Regions from separate parts of the Mus musculus genome. Here all the other regions are linked to region 1. A link is a contact called in public Hi-C data. All regions are on one chromosome and are shown on one strand. Each heading gives the region's core, a stretch centred on a gene start, on an enhancer-like site or on the middle of the called end of the contact. The rest is flanking DNA. Distances are from core to core; before and after follow the strand shown. Region 1 has its middle 88 kb from the start of Lhfpl2. Region 2 overlaps Arsb (arylsulfatase B). Region 3 overlaps Arsb (arylsulfatase B).

Region 1 (4,588 bases), core at 634-3,133:
ACACCACACACACACACACACACACACACACACACACACACACACACATTGCCCAATTTCTACCTGCCTTATTGGCTTAATTGCTGTGCACTCTTAATCTCTCACCACTAGCATGCCCTTCCCGATACTCTTAGCTCATCATTTCTCAACCTGCCTTAGCTTCAGCTACTCAGTTACCTTTAGTCCCAGCTAAAACCCCAACCTCCCACCTGGAGAAGCAGTGTATTGCCACTCCACCCGAGATCTCAGATGGCTGGTTAGCTTTTCTCTCTCCAAAGCATGGTGAAAAACTCCTTTCTTCTCCTCCTGTATCTCCTAGATGGCCTGTGGGAACCCGGAAGTCCTATCTATTCCACCCAGCAATTAGCTGCTAGCATCTTTATTAATAGATCAGGAACCAGTTGGGGAACAGGACCTTAGCATCAGAACCACCCCTACATCTCACCTTTTTTTGTCCAATTTCAAAAACAAAAAATAAAATAAAAATAAAACAAAACAAAATTCTTCTCCTAGACATAAGTTGAACAAAACTATAACAATCATGTAAATCACAAAGTTTTTGGGGGTCATAAAACATGGAGAAATCAAACTTGTACTGACATGGAAGGATGCTTATTCCTTCTGGCTAGCTGAAAGAGTCTATGTATGTTTCTAGGGAAGAGCAGTAATCACCAGTCTTCTACTCTGGGAGTTGCAGTAGTCACTGGCCTGGCAAGGCATGCCCACTGTGCAATGGTGGCACAAATGTTATGTGAATAACCAACGACTTTCTGAGACTGCCTGTGCTCCAGTAGTTAGCTCTGAACTATAAGCAGCATGGAATGAACTCAGTAGATTGGAGGAAAAAAGAGCATATGAAGTTGGGAGGGGAAAGTGGGGAGATAGAGGAAGAGTTGAAGGGGAGGAAATGAGGTGTAGGTCTGACCATGCACACGTATGAAAGTTCAGAACGGGGAAATAAATCATTCAACAGATGGGCTTCACAAGAGGTTTGATGTAGATGGGAAAAGAACTTTTCAAAACTCAAGATGGCTCACAAGAAATAATTTAGAATGAACCGTCAAGAGGTAGGTTGATGTAAGATCATCTGTGAGCAAAGGTGAATAAGAGATGGTAGAGAGGACATTGCACACTGAGAGGCGGGATGATCAACGGTGACACCGGGAGAAATGATTGTGCCATAGCCCCACACTGATAAAGTCTCAACAAACTGTCCATCCCTAGCAAATCCTGATTTTATATTTTATTAATTAAGTTATTTTAAGGCATGCTTCTGAGTGTATTTGTAAGGAGATGAGTGTATATTTATTTATGGGATGGGATTGAACCCAGAACCATACACATATTACATAAGCATCCTATTACTGAACTCCATCCAGAGTCCTTACTTGTACTCATTGTTTTATGACAGGGTTTTGCTAAGTTGCACAGGTTGGCTTTGAACTTGCTAAATCTCCTACACCGCATCTTCCCTAGTAGCTGGGATTCTAAACCCAAGTCACCAGGCCAGCATTAATTCACACGGATTATATGAATGTTCATAAGTGATACACATTCCTACAAATTCCCAAGCACTAAAGTTACAGAATGTATAGGCTCTTTAACTTTATTGTAGATAAAAAGAAATCAAAAACAAAAAATATTACAAAGACTCAATATATGTGACACTTAAAGAATATGCTCTGAATAATTCCTGAATAAAAAATGAAGTTACACTAAAAGTCAGAGAACAGTTTGGACAATGTGGAGTGTCGCAGCGTCTCACACCACAGGGAAATTATCCCAGGGAAGCTTCCAGTTCTGAAGTGCTAGCTGCTAGCTTAGCTCTCTGTTACACAAGAGCTAAGTGTGACTTGGCAAAGTCTTCCATTCCCCGGAGCCACCAAAGAAACCACATCCCTTCCCTTCTCTCCACTCCACGTCTTACTAACCAGACCACACTTGGGTCAGGTTTGTTAGTTGTGCTATCCGGGTTATGGAGCTAATTTCCTCAGCATGGAATGAGAGTAGATTCTGCTTTTCCTTTCCCCAACATCATATTTTTATTAATTATTTGGAATCACATACAATGGACCCCATTCCAGTTGCTTCCTATTCCTCCCAGGTATCCTTGCTCACTCTATTTGTTTTTAGAGACAGGGTTTCTCTGTGTAGCCCCTGCTGCCCTGGAACTCACTCTGTAGACCAGGCCAGCCTCAAACTCAGAAATCCACCTGCCTCTGCTTCCTGAGGATGGGGATTAAAGGTGTGTGCCATGCCCACCCCTCCAAGCCACCCTCCCACCAAAAGAAATGAAAAAAAATCAAGTCCAATTTGTGTTGCTCATATTCTCATTGGAACACAGTCAAACTCCCAGTGGCCAGCCCTGTAAGGAAAACTGGGTCCTCCCCACCCCATGGCCAGAAGCCGTCAACTCCGAAGAGCTTGAGTATCTTTATCAGAGTTTTTAAGGACTCTCTTCAATGCTTTCTTGTCTGGATTGTTTTGTGTGTGTGTGTGTGTGTGTGTGTGTGTGTGTGTGTGTGTGTGTGTGTGTGTGTGTTGTGGGGGGGGGAGATTGGCACAGAAGCCTCCAGTGTCTCTCAGTCTCAGTTATGAGTCTACACTCATCGACTGCACTACAAAAGAAGCCTCAGCAGCTGGGTCACGGATGCGCACACGGCAGTGTGGATCATGGACATCTACATGGTTTCCGACATCACTGACCACCAAAGCCTTTTGGGAGAGTTAACCTAGAAAAGGAACCATTCTTCATCTCAGATATGCTGTTCCTCGGAGTCAGGGTGATCTTGCAGTTGGACACTGTGTCTGGGGGCAGGACCTGTGAGAGCCCAACAGTTGCTGTACACCACCTTGCCCTCAATTCTGGCCGCCATACTGGCCTTCAGGGCAAGTTGTGGCACAGGCCTAGCAGGTGATGGCAGGGCAAGGGGGCCTGGTGCCCTGAGGACCTGTCCTGCTCAGCAAAGACTCATTCTTTTGAGACACAATCTCTCAGCCAACTCCACGATCCTCTGGCTCTTACACTCTTTCTGCCATTTCTTCCTTGATGCTTTCTGAACCTTAGGTACAGGGCTGTTTTATAGGTGTCTCCATTGGGGTTGGGCTCCGTGACTCTGTATTTCGATTGGTTGTAGCTTTCTGGAAGAGTCTCTGTCTGTTTTCTTGGTGATGGGTAAGGACTACAGATACCTGTGCATATAAACACAAATGTTCATTGCTTGCTGTTAGACATTATGCTGGTTTAGTGGAAGGGAGAGGAGAGGGGGAAGGGGAGCAGACAGGAAAGGAGGGGAAGTGAGGGAGGGAAGAAGAAAAGAGGGGGAAAGAGTGGAAGAGAGAGAGGGGAGGAGAGAAGGAGGGGAAGGGGAGAGGAGAGGAGGAGGGGAAGAGAAGGGAAGAGAGAGAAGTGCAGAGGGCAGAAGAGAGGAGGGCAGGGAGGGGAGAGGAGAGAAAGGGAGGAGAGAAAAGGCTTTGTCAGAGCCAAGAGCTGGGGGTGGGGATGGGTGCAGAGGCAACTGTCTTCATCGAAGACCATGAAGCAGATGAACATGTTCGCTGAGTTCCCAACAGAAGATTCAAATGCACTGTAGCACACTGTAGACCACAAGACAAGAGTGAAGCCATACGAACTAGGAACTCTCTCATATTAGAAATGAGAGAAAAGAAAAACAAAACAAAACGAAGTGTCTCATTGTCTCCTGTGGAAATGTTAGATTCCTATGCAAGAGTTGTAATCTTTAGCATCGCTCACTGCACTCATTCAGTGGATGTTTATAGAATACTCTCAAAGTCCTGAGTCTGGCTTAAGGCTGGAAAGTTCTTTCAAGATGAACTTCTAGTCTTACACTGGAATATATAAAATACATATTTGTATAAGAATAAAATATACATAACATAAGAAAGCAGCCTTAATAGTGTAAGGCTACATTGGGTGTAATTTTGTGATCAAGTATGCCAGGAGAGGCAGCCTAAGAGCCGATGGATGGGAAAGCATTGAGAAAAATTGTCATCTAAGGTGACACCTAAAATGTGAAGATTTGTGGTGTTGAAACTATTGGAAAATGCTGTATATCCTTAAATGTTGTTCTTACCAATTGAAGATTGCTCCAGCCCCTGCCCCAGAAAACAAAGTTCTGTTTGTTTGAGGCAGGTTCTCAAATACCTCAGTCTAGCTAGCCTTGTTCTCAAAGCTAAGGATGGCCTTGAATTTCGAATCCTCCTGCCTTTATTCCCCTGAGTGCTCTGACTATGGGGTGTAGCATCAGTCAGGTGCTAGGGATAGAATTCAGGGCTGTGTGCATGCTGGGCAAGCACCCTACCAACTAAGCTAGCACTCTGGCCCCTATAGAAGCCTCCTCCCCATTGCCTTAAACCCAAAGTCTTTCCTGTTGCTTTGATTTTTCAAGTCACCCCTTAAAAGATACCAATCCTCTGAGTTGCTTTGATCCACCCTCTCTTGCCTTTTATGTAACACAATTCCAAAACTTTGCTTGGGAATTCAAGGAGAGTTCATGGTCAGGAAAGCTGAGAACTTCTTTTTAGAACTTCTTCAAAAGCTAACTAGCCCAGGCCAGCTTTTGGTTAA
Region 2 (4,588 bases), core at 1,407-3,906, 170 kb after region 1:
TTAATTCCTAGAAATAAGAAGTGTGAGCCACAGGTTCTGGTTTTTCTCTATGCCAGCTTAGAACAGTCAGCACTTGTGGTATTCCAGGTCAGCCCTTCTCCTTAGGGGCCTCTCTGCAGATAGCCCTGCACCATGCCGTATAGAATTTCTCATATGTTTAATACCCTCAAAGAGACAATAATCAATAGCTTTGATCCAAGAATAAGCACATTTATGTGAGGTATTTAAATCATAAATGAAGGAAAAAAGACAGAAGGAAGAAACTCACTTCACTTTTTATTGTTGCAAATTGTTCTAAATTACACAACCCTTTGCTGGAGTGTGTGCCAACCAGTTACGGGGAATGAAAAGATATGATAAGAGTGGGGACTGTCCAGACAGGGAGCTCTAAGAGATACTCTTACGTTTATCTGGAGTTCAGACATTTTGAATTAAATGTTAAAATTAAATGTACACTTTTTCCATGAAAAGTATTTCAAGTTCCTCCTCTTAAAGTCTATATCAACACTTCTGACCCTGCCTCTGCTCCTCCACACACACACACACACACACACACACACACACACACACACACACACACACACACACTTTCCACGCTACCCAGACTGGCCATTTGACACTCTGGGGTCCCTCTGGATCAAGTTGAAGCTGGCCAGTCAGGTGACTGTCATATGTGAGAGCCTCACACTGTTTGCTGACCTGATCATAACGTCATAATTCACAAGAAGAGATGCAAGTGTTCTTTGAAAGACAACAACAAAAAGTTGTCTTTTTTGTTTTGTTTTGTTTTTTCGAGACAGGGTTTCTCTGTGTAGTCCTGGCTGTCCTGGAACTCACTCTGTAGACCAGGCTGGCCTCGAACTCAGAAATCTGCCTGCCTCTGCCTCCTGAGTGCTGGGATTAAAGACATGCGCCACCACAGCCCGGCAAAGTTGTCTTTTCTTCCAGTTCATTTGAGCAGTCCAGAGCACTTTGCTGTGGGGTGAACAATTCCATATATTGCGTAGCTCTGGGTCACCAAGAGCTGTGTCCAATCCATTTCATGAGGTTAGGACCAATCAAACACATTTAATATGCTCTCCGACACCCACTTTGTTTTATTGTTTGAGACAGGGTCTCTCTATGTGGCCTGGCTGGCCTAGAACTCACAGAGATCCACCTACCTCTGCCTTCCCAGTGCTTGGGTTAAAGGTGTGTGATACCACATTCAGCCATTTTGTATATTTATATCACTACTATAAATCAAGTCTTTAGCACTCAGAAGGTGAATTTCATCCATGGACAACCCATTCTCCAACCTCACCAAGTAGAAGCATTACGATAGCATATATATGAGTGTTTTGCCTGCATATATGTCTGTGCACCATGTGCATGCAGTACCCAGAGAGGTCAGAAGAGGGCATCAGCTCCCCTGGAACTGGAGTTACAAACAGTTGTGAGCTACCATGTGGGCGCTGGGAACTGAACCAGGTCTTCTGCAAGAGCAGCCAGTGTCCTTAATCAGTCAGCCATGTCTCCAGCCCCACTGTACTAATTTTAAATGATGGAGGGAGGGGAGACTGGTAGTCTGTGCTGCATGGTAGCCTCATGAAAAGAATGATTATCTAAGGCTAGAAGGTTCTCCAACCACCATCAGGACCATACCTGCAGTCACTAGTTGGTGGGGTCCTCCCAGAGAAAAGCTGTAGCCAGTTTCTCCCCACTGGCCAAAGCAAACAGCCTTCATCTGGGGATTGTATGTGTATCTATGGACATGAGGTCCTTGGCCTTGGAGAGAGACCCCTTCTCACCTCACTGACTCCTGATTCACACTGAAGTCCTGCCCCACATTAACCTCCACTGATTTCTGGTTGTTTTGTTTTGTTTGTTTTGTTTTGTTTTGTTTTGTTTTGTTTTGTTTTGTTTTGTTTTGTTTTTGAGACAGGGTTTTTCTCTGTGTAGCCCTGGCTGTCCTGGAACTCACTCTGTAGACCAGGCTGGCCTCGAACTCAGAAATCCGCCTGCCTCTGCCTCCCAAGTGCTGGGATTAAAGGCGTGCACCACCACTACCCAGCTTTGATTTCTGTTTCTTAGAACCTGGTATGTCCTTGGTATTTTCTTGATTTCAAACTCTTATTCCGATCAGCTCAGTCATAGCTGCCAACTGTACCCCAACCCTAACTGTGACCCTTTCAAGTATCCTAAGACTATAAAATGGAATCCTGGTTTGGAAAGCGTGTCTAGACACTATAGTATCACATAAAACCCAGACTTAACTCTGCATACGTACATTGAGGATGCTAATGGATCTTTTCCCTTTTCTGTTCTGCTCCATGGCTCCTAAGATCTGAACTCTAAACATCCGCACTATGGGAAGAAACCACATATCACTCATTTTTATGTCTTTAGAGGGCTCCCTAAATCAAAGTATAAATTGGAAAAACAGGAATACATTTTTAAACTACTATTCTATCTTTGACAACCAAATTAAGACATTTCTTCCCAGCTTGTACTCACACAAAGAAAGTCTTCCACTAGGATTTATTGTTTTGTTTTCCTTAGGAAGCTTCTAGTAGATTAGATGTAGAGGGTTCTTTGTTTTTTTAAGTTCTTCAAAGTGCTGCTGTTCTAATTTTAACAGAAAGTCATGCTATGAATATATGACTTTCTTTTTATAGTGCTACTACTATGTGAGTCACCCTCACATAAAGGAGAAAGGATGTCCCTTCCTGACACATGTAAAGCCATTAGCAGCGTCCCCAGAATCAACAGCTCAACTGTTACACGGCAGCTCTGTCGATTTTCTCCCTCAGCTGCCCCTTAAAAGCAAGTACACGTTAGTTGGTTGGTGAACACTTCCTGTGAATTCTTTGAATGACTTCCATCTTAGAACAAATGTCATGTTACAATCTACACATGATGCTCTAGGCACCTGAGAGCCTAGCACAGAATTAGGTTAAATCCTGGGGAAAGATGTTACAAAGATGCAGCTCCTGAAGCCAGTGAGTCGCATCACTGTCTGGAGAGCTGAAGCCGGGAGCATCTGTGTGCAGGAGCTGCCTTGTGGAAACGGCTGGGTTGCTACATGACTATTCTTTCTTTTACTTTAGTCTGTGCTTGGGGGCTCTGAGCATGCTGATTACCTCTTCAGAGCATCCCACGCGCTGGCAGGAAATGTCCATCTCCCATCTGGTGATTTTGGTAACGCTATCTATGAGCAGTGCCATGTTAACAGCACCCCTCTCATGGGATGTGAGCTCTTAAGGCCTGTGACTGTCCTCGGTTCTGGTGCCTTCTCCACCAGCCCAGTTTAACTGCCCACCCACAAGGAACCACTTCTCCACAGACGCTTCCTGGTAGCTGCTTGGTGGTATGAGGGCACCAGGAGACAATACTGTTTTGTACACATCCCTAAATATCTGAGAGATTGCTCCCCTTCTTCATGGTTCATGGCAGACATAGTTGCCTAGAGATGTCAGCATTACACCCTTAAAAATCCAAAGTGTGGCAAAGCCGAGACCAGTCACCAGGGGAGATGAGAACAGTCACTAGGGAAGATTCCTCAAACTGAGTAAAATAGCAAAGATGGAGCCTGGAAGGTTCTAAACAGACAAGGAGTCACTGGCAGGTCACTGTGTCTGAACACGTAGACAAGCAGAACGCTCATTAAGACTTGTGTGTGCTGAGCATCTCCAGGCAGTAAGAATAACTTTGTATTGTGCACAGCTTATCTCTGCTGCATAGAGTTGCATGATTAGATCAGATTGTGAGCCCGTAATACCAGCAAGCTGGCATCTGCTTGTCTTTGTACTTGTGAGAGCATCAAGCTAACACTCACGGAACCATCCTGAGTGCACAGGATCTCCATAGCGGCACCATGGACACCACGGAGAATCACTGATAAGGGGATGAAATATTAATGCCTTACAATATCTGATATCACTATTTCTTCCAAATGTCCCAGGAGGTCCTAATATGCTGTCAAGACCGGGACTGTGGAGCTGAATATGAACTGGGATTCAACATCTCTGCACGAGCTGTGACTAGGGATGGCGAATAAAGGCAGATGCTCTTGGAGTCCAAAGTGAGAGGTTACATCCTGACTCTGACTTCACACAGTCCCGTGGCTTTGAACAAGTCACTTCATTTCTCCAAGCCTGTTTGCTTAAACAAACAGCGTGTCTTCTATCCTTCTATCAAAGGATAATAAAGAGTTCCCTGAAAGCCTTACTTTGGCTTTCTTGGTATTAGGCCATATCCATAAAATGCCTCACATACAATTAAGAGCTATAATACAGCCAGCAAGAGGCACCATTGCTAACAATACCTCTTTGTGGTGCACGGGCTCTTAGGGCCTCCTGTTGTCCTTGGTTTCAAGCCTTTCCCCACAGCCCCCAGCTTATAACTCCCCCTCCCCACAGAACTATTTCACCCCAGTTGCATCTTCTTATCCATTTAATGTTATATGAAGCCACCTTCCTAGCCCACCAACCATTCTGGTTTTAAATCTAGACTTAAAATGTGCAGGTTTCTAAACATTTGAGAGAATGCTCCCCTTTCTTCATGTTTCATGGCAGACATAGTTACCTAGAGATGTCAGGTGACGATG
Region 3 (4,588 bases), core at 645-3,144, 150 kb after region 1:
AGAGGACTTCTTAACCTAGAGTGACACCAGTGTGAAGTTTAGGTGACACCATGTGGCCTCCATTCCCAGACATGTGCTCCATTCTCCTCAGTCCCACCTCATTCATGATTTGATAAATTCATATCTGAATATGTCATTCGGTCATAGGCTGAACTAACAGCAGAGAGTGCAGGTATGTGACAGTTTCCACATCACTGATGCTACTTTTAAGGTTTGTTAACTTTTGAAAACAACTCTTAAAAAAAAAAGTCCTACACAAATGAGGTGGAAAGTGCTTCATGGATAGGAAGGGATGGAAGGAAAGAGGGAGGGAAGGAAGAAGGGAGGGAGGAATGAAGGAGGGAGGGAGGGAGGGAAGGAAGGAGGGAGGGAAGGAAGGAGGGAGGGAGGGAAGGAAGGAGGGAAGGAAGGAAGGAGGGAGGGAAAACAGGAGGGAGGGAAGGAAGGAGGGAGGGAGGGTAGGAGGGAGGGAGGGAAGGAGGGAGAGAGGGAAGGAAGGAGGGAAGGAAGGAGAGAGGGAAGGAAGGAGGGAGGAAGGGGAGGAAGGAGGGAGGGAAAAAGGAGGGAGGGAAGGAAGGAGGGAGGGAGGGTAGGAGGGAGGGAGGGAAGGAGGGAGAGAGGAAAGGAAGGAGGGAAGGAAGGAGAGAGGGAAGGAAGAAGGGAGGGAAAAAGGAGGGAGGGAAGGAAGGAGGGAGGGAAGGAAGGAGGGAGGGAAGCAAGGAGGGATGGAAGGAAGGAGGGAGGGAAGGAGGGAGGGAGGGAAGGAGGGAAGGTAGGAAGGAAATCCAAACATAGGTCCTCTGGGAGAGCAGCCATTGCCTGCTGAGCCATCTCCCCCCACCCCCACCCCCACCCCCACTATTGAGTTGTTGGTTAGATGTAGCCATACTGAAACAAGAAGACATGAGATCATAGAGACTGCAGATGATTAAGAGTGAAAACACAAGAAAAGAGTAAACCTGCAGCGCCAATAATCCCTAAACTATTTTCTCATTAAGAAAACAGAAGACAAGAGCCCTGTGAGGTTAGGGTTGCTCTGCAGGAGAGGAACCAAGCCTGGAAGGCAGCATTTTTGTGTCCAGAGTTGGTTGTTGCATGTACTCAAGTGCCAAAGTCAGCAAGAGAAGCAACCGGGGATGCTTGCAAATACGTTCCTTATTGCTTTAGTCCTGGAGGGGGGATCTGATGCTTCTGAAAGCAGAGAATGAAGAGAGAAAAGAAAGGATAACAAGTCCAGCAGGGCAGAGCCCAGCCTCAGCCCTGGTTCCCAGGCCCTCTCATCAGGGAGGAGCGGCTGATAACCTGCGGAGGCAGGGGCTGTGGACTTCCCTCAGCAGGCTTGAGGCACAGTAGGCAGCCACAGTGGCCTCGGGGCGAAGCCCACAGAGGAGAGGGATCTGGGACACGCTCACCATGAGCTAGCCCTGGAGCTCTCTCACGTTAGGAGCAAAGGCTTTATGACACACACATATACAGCCCTTACCACTGCCCTCAGGGAGAATTCTACATGTACATAGCCAAATGGGGAAGAACATAGCTGTTTGGATGCTTCAGCAGCGAAAATTTAGACGCTCTCAGTTTTCTCCCTTAGGGGAAAAAAAATACCACAAAACTACAGAGTAAACAAATGTCCATTTTTATACTATGGAAAGGATGAAGGTAAACAGTATGAAGCCTTTTGTCATTCGAACACCAGTTTGCTGTCCCCTTGAGACTTAAATGTTTCCTTTACCTATGATACTCTGTTTAAAGACTCCAGACCCAGGGCACCTCCCACCCATCCACTTTCTGCTAACTAATAATAAACTACTGTTACCTGGCCCTTTCTTCCTCTGGCTACCAACACTGGCCTCTATACTGCTCATGTGCATTTCCATTAGTGACAACTGGAGTCAGGGAGGGACAAAATAACTTCCTTTTTTTTTTTTTTTTTTGGTTTTGTCAAGACAGGGTTTCTCTGTATAGCCCTGGCTGTCCTGGAACTCACTCTGTAGACCAGGCTGGCCTCAAACTCAGTAACCCACCTGCCTCTGCCTCCCAAGTGCTGGGATTAAAGGCGTGCACCACCACAGCCTAGCGACAAAATAATTTTCTTAAATTAAGAAGAGACTATGCCAGGGCCTAGCAAACACAGAAGTGGATGCTCACAGTCAGCTATTGAATGGACCACAGGGCCCCCAATGGAGGAACTAGAGAAAGCACCCAAGGAACTAAAGGGAACTGCAACCCTATAGGTGGAACAACAATATGAACTAAGCAGTACCCCGGAGCTCTTGTCTCTAGCTCCATAAGTATCAAAAGATGGCCTAGTCGGCCATCACTGCAAAGAGAGGCCCATTGGACTTGCAAACTTTATATGCCCCAGTACAGGGGAACGCCAGGGCCAAAAAGGGGGAGTGGGTGGGTAGGGGAGTGGGGTTGGGTGGGTATGGGGGACTTTTGATATAGCATTGGAAATGTAAATGAGCTAAATACCTAATTAAAAAATGGAAAAAAATGAAAATGATAGTCATAAATGATAAACTTTATCCTACTCTGGATGCTTTATAAACACTAATAAAAGCAAATACTTTTTCTAATAAAAAAAAAAGTCATATACTACTAGCAGGTTGGTTGGATGGCTTGTCTTAAGCTCTTGGAGGCAGAACTTGAAACTTTTTTATGTGTAAATCAGGGGTCAGCACGTGACTCTTTCAGAGGACAGGGACACAATGTTATAATTTAAAGGGACATGATTGATGGAGCTGACAAGGGACACAGTTTCCATTCTCCACCTGACACGGATTCAGAATCACGCCTCTGAGTAGTGTTGACCAGTGTCCTTCTAACCAAGGAGGGAGGACACTCTGAACAGAGGCGACACCACCCACGGGCTGGGGCCCTGACTGGCAGAAAGAAGGCGGCACCCCAACAACTGCTGGTTACTCTCACAGCAGCTGCCGCTCGCACTCATCTCAAGGGTTCCTCCGAGCTGCGGTTCACCAGAACCTTTCTGAACTAGTTCCTAACTTTACTTGGTTCCTCCGAAGTAGAATCTTGTTATCAGCTCATCCTTGCAGTCATGTTTGGACAAGACTACCTTGTCCAAGCAACACATTGTCCAAGTAACACTGCTTTGCAGAGTGGACAGTTATATGTTATCGATTAGCCTGATTGATAGGAGTAACCTCTGGAAACACTTGCTGAGGCTGTTACTGGAGGACACACAGATGTGAACAGACCAGACAACCGTGAACGGCACGGCGTGGCGCATGCGCCGTGGCTTTACTTTGTACACCTGCGCTTTCTAGGTTCTCATTCCACTCTCTATAATCTACCTTCATCCTCACTCAACTTCCTGTGAAGCTTGTGCAACCGAAGACCCCTCTGGCCTCAGAGGGAGCTGAAGCCACAGGAAGTTGTGGGACTAGTCAGAAACAGAGCCATCATAACTGTGACCTTTAAAATGAAACACAAAGGGAGCGGAGAAAATAACTCGAAACAATTAGAAAGCTTCCTGCAATTTAGTCAATAAATGTGCCCAGTTCAATACCCTCTTCCATTAATAATGAACTCAAAAAGGCCACGGTACTATCTGCCCACAGAAGTGTGAGAATGTTCATTATCTCATGTTACACAAATCAAAAATTCAAAATATCAACGATGTGATATTCTTGCACCTATTAAGTAATATAATAAAACACTGGCAATCTATAAACGTAAGAGTTGAGAGGCGTCCTTTCCGTAGAAACAGATCGAGGATTCAGTGGGTTGTCACAGAGACACTAAAAGCAAGACTGGTCTAGAGCCCTTAAAGTACATTGGCTATCATTTTCCCTCAGTGTAGTCATCAGTAAGTGAACACCCCTTATGAGTAAAAGTTTCAAGTGACCCAACACGCTCTTTGTGCAGACACTAATACGCAACATCTCAAGAGATAGCATGGATCAATAGCTGGCTCAAGGACAGGTCACTCCGGTCTCACAGGTCCAACCCACTTACTCACTGATATTCTCTCTTTGTCAGACATGTGTTGGATGCATATGTCACAGCAAGGTGAGCAGTGGTGTGCAGTGTGACCTGGTTTATTCAGTTAACAGTTCTCAGTTTTGTGAGACATTCACTTACAGGTCTAGAGCTGGCTAGCAGGCAGACGGCTTGTTCTTAGCAAGAGTCCTATGCTATTTTATAAATCTGCCAACTGTACAGCATACTTAAAGCTATGGAACAGCACTCTATGCTACTGTCAGCTACCCATCCTGAAGGGAATCCTGCATAAAAAAAATGGACAGGTTCTGGTGTTTAAGGTGCCACTGACATCATGGATAAGAACTTTCTCCACCATGTAAGCGCAGACCCGAGCACCTCAGAGCCCCTCAGTGAATGGCAACTTCACTGTAAAGTCAGAACGGCCCAGGCCCACCCCACACATTCCAAATTCCTCAGGTCTACAACCCGAGTGCACTATGAACCCACAGCCTGCGAACCTACTGCCTCACAGACTACATGTGTGCCAGAGCACGTCACAGGCTGCACCCTTTGACAGCTCTCTGCAAATGCTCCCCAATCTCTGTCAAGATTGCCCAAGCACTGCAGACTGCACGCTATC

What was found. A called contact is a pair of places that touch in the nucleus more often than the background predicts.
Region 2: a Hi-C map of bone marrow-derived macrophages shows a contact between it and region 1, with 31 read pairs. The contact joins two enhancer-like sites. A contact is called at or near these places in 2 of 484 Hi-C or Micro-C datasets (bone marrow-derived macrophages and nephron progenitors).
Region 3: a contact with region 1 is called in a Hi-C map of bone marrow-derived macrophages, with 31 read pairs. The contact joins two enhancer-like sites. A contact is called at or near these places in 1 of 484 Hi-C or Micro-C datasets (bone marrow-derived macrophages) and 1 of 115 datasets of contacts at active chromatin or transcription factors (embryonic stem cells).

The regions. Positions count from the first base shown.
Region 1 is chr13:93,967,581-93,972,168 of GRCm38.p6, reverse strand. No RefSeq gene overlaps it. Among named protein-coding and RNA genes, the nearest start is that of Lhfpl2, 88 kb to the left of the region's middle. Within about 2 kb of position 1,883, at least 33 of the 459 cell types and tissues checked have an H3K27ac peak or open chromatin away from gene starts, as enhancers often do. A contact at or near this core is called in bone marrow-derived macrophages, where this site is marked.
Region 2 is chr13:93,795,304-93,799,891 of GRCm38.p6, reverse strand. The region is part of intron 3 of Arsb (arylsulfatase B); the gene reads right to left. Among named protein-coding and RNA genes, the nearest start is that of Mir5624, 6.8 kb to the right of the region's middle. Within about 2 kb of position 2,656, at least 7 of the 459 cell types and tissues checked have an H3K27ac peak or open chromatin away from gene starts, as enhancers often do. A contact at or near this core is called in bone marrow-derived macrophages, where this site is marked.
Region 3 is chr13:93,813,602-93,818,189 of GRCm38.p6, reverse strand. The region is part of intron 4 of Arsb (arylsulfatase B); the gene reads right to left. Among named protein-coding and RNA genes, the nearest start is that of Mir5624, 25 kb to the right of the region's middle. Within about 2 kb of position 1,894, at least 23 of the 459 cell types and tissues checked have an H3K27ac peak or open chromatin away from gene starts, as enhancers often do. A contact at or near this core is called in bone marrow-derived macrophages, where this site is marked.